2 separate regions of the Aedes albopictus genome follow, and region 1 is linked to region 2. The links are chromatin contacts, called in public Hi-C maps. All regions are on one chromosome and are shown on one strand. Each heading gives the region's core, a stretch centred on a gene start, on an enhancer-like site or on the middle of the called end of the contact. The rest is flanking DNA. Distances are from core to core; before and after follow the strand shown.

Region 1 (3,212 bases), core at 4-2,503, 130 kb before region 2:
ACACCCTCTCTCTTTCTGCCGGTTCGAGAGAAACCCAAATCAAAGTGGCTCTCTTCAATGCTGTGTTATTATCGCTCATTCCGCCTGTAAGTTGTATGCACCCTTGCGTGATGGAGGAGCCGTGGTATAATACGCTTTGTGGATAGAAAAAAAAAATCATTTCAATACTACTAGATAAAAGAATTGAAAATTGCTTAACACATAGCATTACAATTTATCGAAGTGTTAGTTGCATAAATGGAGCTTTTTCCATTTATGCAGGATCTTTATCCTAGCCGATGCGGAAAGTGCACGGGTATTCAGCAAGACCCTGGTGAAGCTGATGATGACGGGTTCGATTCCCGGTCCATCTAGGAGCTTTTCGTAAAGGAAATTTATTTGATTTCCTTGTGCGTAGAATATCTTCAAGCCTGCCACACGATATACGCATGCAAAATGATCATTGGCAGAGGAAGCTCTCAGTTAATAATTGTGGAACTGCTGATATAACACTAATGCCGTTTTTCTTTTTGAACCTGGGTTGGAAAAACGGCATAAGTTGACCCAGTGGGGACGTTACGCCAAAGAGACGAAACATAAAGACAAATAACGATAAGCTCTTTCCATCTTTTTGAGCATTCACAAGTCTGTGGATAAACCAACTGTAGTCCATACTTCAAGCCTGTTGAATGATAATTAGTATTTGAAAACGTGAGAACTTTTTCGACTAATAATGGTTTGATTTTCGACCAACTGTTTAACTAAATTGCGTTGATTATCATCACTAACGTTTCAATTCGGCTTTTACACCTTCCTCGGGGCTTGATAGGTTATAAACAGTGTGCGTAGAATATGCCACCGCAAGCGAAAAATAGGCAACAAAGAAGGCACAGCAACAACGCTTTGTTTTTTCGTTAGCAGTTCACAACAAAAACGGTAGGAATATTTGTCTCGTTCTATTCACACCGTGATTTTTGCATTGTTTTACAACTGAAACTCGACTCTGAGGTTTGCAAGAGTCTTAATTCGTCCAAATGCTTATGAATTCGATGATGCGGGTCGAAAAATTCAGCAGAAAAGCCGGAATATCGGCACACGCACGGCAAGCGATGTTTGTTTTATTGCTCTCATCGGCTGACATGCGTTTGTTGCGGAGCGCTTGTTACCAACATGCACCGCTTAGGACAAAGCGTTTGTTTTTCGGCGTGATCCGTTTTTCGTACCCTGGTTATAAAACAAGTTTAAAGTTTTGAACAATATTAAATACTGTAAGGTTTGAAAAAGTCACCCAGTCGAGTATAGTACACTGCTGGACCATCCAGTCAAGAAACTGAAGGAACACTTCATTATTAACTTTCATTGGCTTTTTTCGGTGATATGAATGCTACTCGAAGTAAGAGGGAGTAAGGAAAGTAATGAAAGAATACGGTGGATAGATACGCAAGCGAACGATAAGAGAATTTGAACAGAGGGTCATTGTTGAACAACACAATCACAACGACGATCTTTTTGCCTTACGTTCTCGTGTTGATCGGCTAGGTAATAGTAGTTAGATGAATACTACTATCCCTAGACAGCATGTTGTAGTAAAGTATGAAGGAACACTTGCTGAGCAGTGTGTCGAGCCATGAGGAAGGTCTAATAGCCGGAACGAAACGTCGGCGATGATAGGCAAGTAAACAACGCAATTTCGTAAAACCTGAAAACTTTACGGTAGACGCGTCATGCATCGGTTGAAGTTCTGAACTTCGTCTAGTCGAGTGAAGAGCGTTCAACCCCCTTTTTCCCCACATAGGATAGACCGGCGTGCCTGAAAGGTAGATTATGCCTCGCAGGCGGCAGACAGACAGACAGTCAGGCTCGGTCGGGCAGCCCACATCACATCCAAATCCAATCGGTTCAGCAAGTTGGTTGGCGCTCAGTTTCAGTTCAGCTTACAGCTCAGTCGCGAAAGTTATCTCGGCGGGTGAACACGCACAATTGCGAAGTTCTCTCTTAGCGCGAACTTGCGATCATCGGCGGTGCCGTGTCAGTTATCCAGTGAGTGGCAAGTTTCGCTCGCGTGCGGTGTGCGATTATTGTTGTTGCACGAGCGTTTTGGAAGAACGCTTTTTTATGTAATTGGTGGTGAATAGCAAGAAAGGAGCATCTTTTACGTGATTTCGCCCTCTGTTTGGTCTGGAATCAGCTGAATCGCAGTTGGTTCGCGGAGTGTGTATAGTGTGGATAGTTTGCGCGGACAGTGACGTCAAACTGCGAATAGAGCCAATCAAGACGACGTCGCTAATTGGGAGAATTTGCGCGAATGCTGGTGTTCGATGCTCTTTCGATTGTTTTCTGCTTCGTACTGCAGAGACTGACGAAGGTATTCGTTTGAGTAATACGTTGACCTCGATTAAACATTTATTGACCATTACAAAATAGGAATCGTTCAGCGTACTTGTATTTGGAGCTAGGCTTAATTCATTCTTGAACGATTTTCTCATTGATATCAGCTCGTTTACTCAATTGGTTCTGAGTGTGTTTCGCGATTTCTGTGTAGATCCGAGTGCCCATCAGTTGTTCAAATCTTTACACAAACTTGGCCGCTTCCCAGTGCAATGAGATAGGCAACCAGTGAAGTTGAATCTCCTTGTAGGTTGATTGAAGTTTTGTCCAATCTTCGTCGTCAACATCATCGTCGAAAATCCGCCCAAGAAGAGTGCGCAACTTGCGTCGAAATCAATTGAAGAAAAAAGTGAGAAGATTTGCTTCAAGGCAAAACAAAAATTACACGAGCAATTTGAAGAAAAAGCAAAAAAGGCTATTACCGAGTCAGTGTTGTTGCTGCTGCAAGTAGTGTAAAGTTTTTGCTTCTTACAACAAACATTCGAAGCGAAACTCGTTTTCTCCGTTGCCCCGCGTCGTCGTCGTCGGCCCGTATAGGAGAAGAGACGACCAGATACCCGCATTTCGCTTGAACCTGCGGAGTGTGGTGTCGGTGTGTATTGAGTATAGAAGCATAGCTAAACCGAAGCGGCTTAGGAAGGTAACTACTGGAGGGTTCGCGATTTGTGCTTTTCGGTGTGCTGTATAGTGCTTGCAGGTGAGAGGCACCTGGCTCGTTGCCTCTTCTGCTGCTCCGCCGGGCCATCCTGCGTCGTTCAGGTGTGCGTGTGTACCTCCGTTGTTGGCACATTGCTTCAAACGGCCGTCTATAATGTACCATCGACAACGACAACCAGCCAGCGAAT
Region 2 (3,011 bases), core at 358-2,857:
GTGATGACTTTGTTCATATGAATATACAGTAAGGACCCGATTTTGTCAGCCCCATTTAGCGACGAACTTTTTGCTGTCATTATCTTAGCGTCAAACTTTGGTAAATTTATTTAAGTTCATCATCAAGCTACTGCTGAAAGACAAATCATAGAGGGATTAAGAATTTGAAAAACTGTTTAGATTTTTGAAGAGAGCAAAAAGTGTGTTCCAGAAAGGGGCTGACAAAATCGGGTCACTTATGTATATGAGATGTATATGAACATAAGAGAGAGAAAGTAGATAGAAAGGTACAAAATTAGAGGAATGAGATGGAGTAGGGATTGAACCCATGACTTTCTGCAGACGAATTAGAAGTGTTAGTCACTTGACCACTAATCCTATTATTTCCGCAGACTGTAAGCCCTTTATTTGGATATTTCTATTAACTTGACTCCTAAAATACACGATATCGGCGGTTCAGTAAGATTATGTGTGGAGTAAGGTGTGTGTTTATTGATATAGATTGACTGAAGAAAATGTTTTCCGAACATGCGACGATGTCGTGCTTGCTTCTGAGAGCTCTCTATGCAGGTACACTCAACAAAACACGACTTTTAACTTGGCTTTTATGTCTATGGAAATATGTAATGGTAACAAAATGCAGGTTGATCATAGAAACTTTCTATTTTCTTAGACGACATTTTGGCCACATGATGGCCGACCTCGCGGAGATCACGCCCATCAAAACTATCCGCCAGCATTGCCCGTGCTCGCCGGAGGAGCTGTAGTTGTGTCCGTCGAACCCGCACCAATTGTTGCAACCGTATCAGTCGTTCCGCCAGAAGTGGTAATAGTTGAAATGAGAACAGAAGTAGAAGTGGTAGTAGAAGTAGTACTAGTAGCAGTCGTTTGGGGTGGATTACTGGGTGGGGTAGGCGGATTATGACTAGTACCTGCGCTGCTGTTGGCATAGTTGTAGTGGAAGTAACCCTGAGTCCGCTTGTTGAACGTGCTGTCGTGGCTGCCCATGAAGGATATCTTCTCGAGGAGCTCTTCCCAGGTGTACGGAGATCGTTTCTTCCGGGTTGAGGGGTGTGCGGGTTCCGAAAGTTTGGACTGCGCCAACAGTGAGCGATATTCTTCCTCAGTCATAACGTGTTCCACACAGTGTAGATTTGAATTTCCGTGTTCATCCGTGTCCTGAGCAATGCAAGTCCGGCAGTGACATATATTCAGAGGAATTGAGGGTGCTTCTTTTTGGGTATCGTTGATAACGATTTGTGCTTCCGTATTGCAGGTACAAGTGCTATGTTGGAATACTGGCACTTTATTTGAGGGATCCAACTTCAAAGTGGTTGATGATTCCTTGTGATTCATAGAAGCGACAGCGTAATCTGGAGTTTCAATGGGAACTTCAAGTTATTCTTTCTATTTAATGGACACGTAATACTTACTATAACTGTAGCAGAAAATTGTGAAGGAGACCAAGATGATTCCCGCCACTCGCATCATCTTTACGAATGCCTTTACGATCACCAAGCTGGATGCTCTTATAGGTAGAGCGAAGCCATTTGAACCTAATTAGAAAATTCTTCAACTTATTGAAAGCGTTTCTCATAACTGATAACGTTTCCCATTCACAGTTACCATTCTGCGTACTGGCGGATCACAGCACCAAGAGTATCGTCATATCCATCCGAGGCAGTCTATCGATGCGTGATGTCTTCACCGATCTGGTGGCCAATGCCGAGCGATTCGACGCCCCGGGAATGCCTCCTGAGTCGTCCGCCCATCGTGGTATGGTGGCCGGTGTGGATTGTTTGCTCAAACGGCTTCGCGAGGGTAACATGCTGGAGCGGATCTTCAACACCTACCCGGAGTACACCTTGGTCTTGACGGGGCACAGTTTGGGAGCTGGCGTTTCCATTCTGCTGGCGGCGAAACTGAGAAGCCGTTTCCCGGACTTGCGGGTGTATGCATTTGCCACCCCGGCTGGTTTGCTCAGTCGGGAAGCGGCACGGTATACGGAGAGCTATGCGTTTACCATTGGAGTTGGGGATGATTTCGTGATGCGGTTGGGCGTAGATTCGATCGAGAATCTGAGGACCAGTATTATCGAGACGATTCGGGCGTGTAAGCTGCCGAAGGTAAGTGAACCTACCCAACTCTCAGTTATTCATCATCCCCGTCATTTGAAAATGCTTGCAAGTCTTCTTCCTGGTGCGTTGTCCGAAACCCCATGTGTGTTGCTTGTGTTTCAGCTTACTGCTTTCTGTTTCCACAGTGTTCAGATAAGATCATTTGAGATATTCAAGATATTCGATATCCAAATCATCCAGAAGTTCATTTTATATAATTTCAACCAGTAACAAATCTAATTTTCTCTATGTAGAGTAACGATTCATAACACTAGTTTAAAAAATAAAATGTAAAATAAATAAAACTATTTAATTTCAATTAGATTTGGACTTACATCTGCATGCTACGCAGCAGACCATGCAACTTCCTCTAAAATCTTGCGTACAACATTCTTCACAAAATTGCAAACAATAAGTTTCTCACCGCTTTGCTTCCTGCGGAACTGAATCTCTCTCTCCTTTTCTCTTCTCTCCCATTCAATTTGCAGTGGCGCATAATGTTGAACGGCTTTGGGTACGCTTTGTTTGGCGTACCGTCGCGCGATCTGGAAACCACGTGGCACGACGTAACGGAAATCACCAAGAAAGCCAACGGCCAAAGCCCGCTGCTTGGTGAACGCCCCATTCAGACGGTGTCCACTGCTGTAAGTTTTGATGATGAACATTTTCGTTATGTTTTTGTTTTTTTTTTACTAATAGGGTATTGGTTCCCTTCTTAAGCATGTGGCTCCCATTTTCATCCTACGGAAAATAAAGGATTGAAGCGCTGTTTGTTTTGTTTCTTATTTTTGTATTTTTTGTTAGAAGTGAGCACCCATAAAAACAAAAAGAACGGCATCAATCGGTGCCGTAATCGCTTGTTTTCGAATAGGATGAATATGGGAGCGTGAGATT

The links. A called contact is a pair of places that touch in the nucleus more often than the background predicts.
Region 1: a contact with region 2 is called in a Hi-C map of whole body, with 2.8 times the contacts expected there. The contact joins the promoter of LOC115267985 here to the promoter of LOC109621467 in region 2. A contact is called at or near these places in 2 of 3 Hi-C or Micro-C datasets (embryo and whole body).

What each region holds. Positions count from the first base shown.
Region 1 is chr3:429,399,062-429,402,273 of AalbF5, reverse strand. LOC115267985 (diacylglycerol lipase-beta) reads left to right here and starts at 1,253. Exons shown (of 10, transcript XM_062856478.1): 1 at 1,253-3,212.
Region 2 is chr3:429,269,820-429,272,830 of AalbF5, reverse strand. LOC109621467 reads right to left here and starts at 1,607. Exons shown (of 2, transcript XM_062856479.1): 1 at 1,434-1,607; 2 at 361-1,373. The coding sequence starts at 1,491. The coding sequence ends at 727. It overlaps LOC115267985 (diacylglycerol lipase-beta), which reads left to right. Exons shown (of 10, transcript XM_062856478.1): 7 at 1,623-2,126; 8 at 2,606-2,761.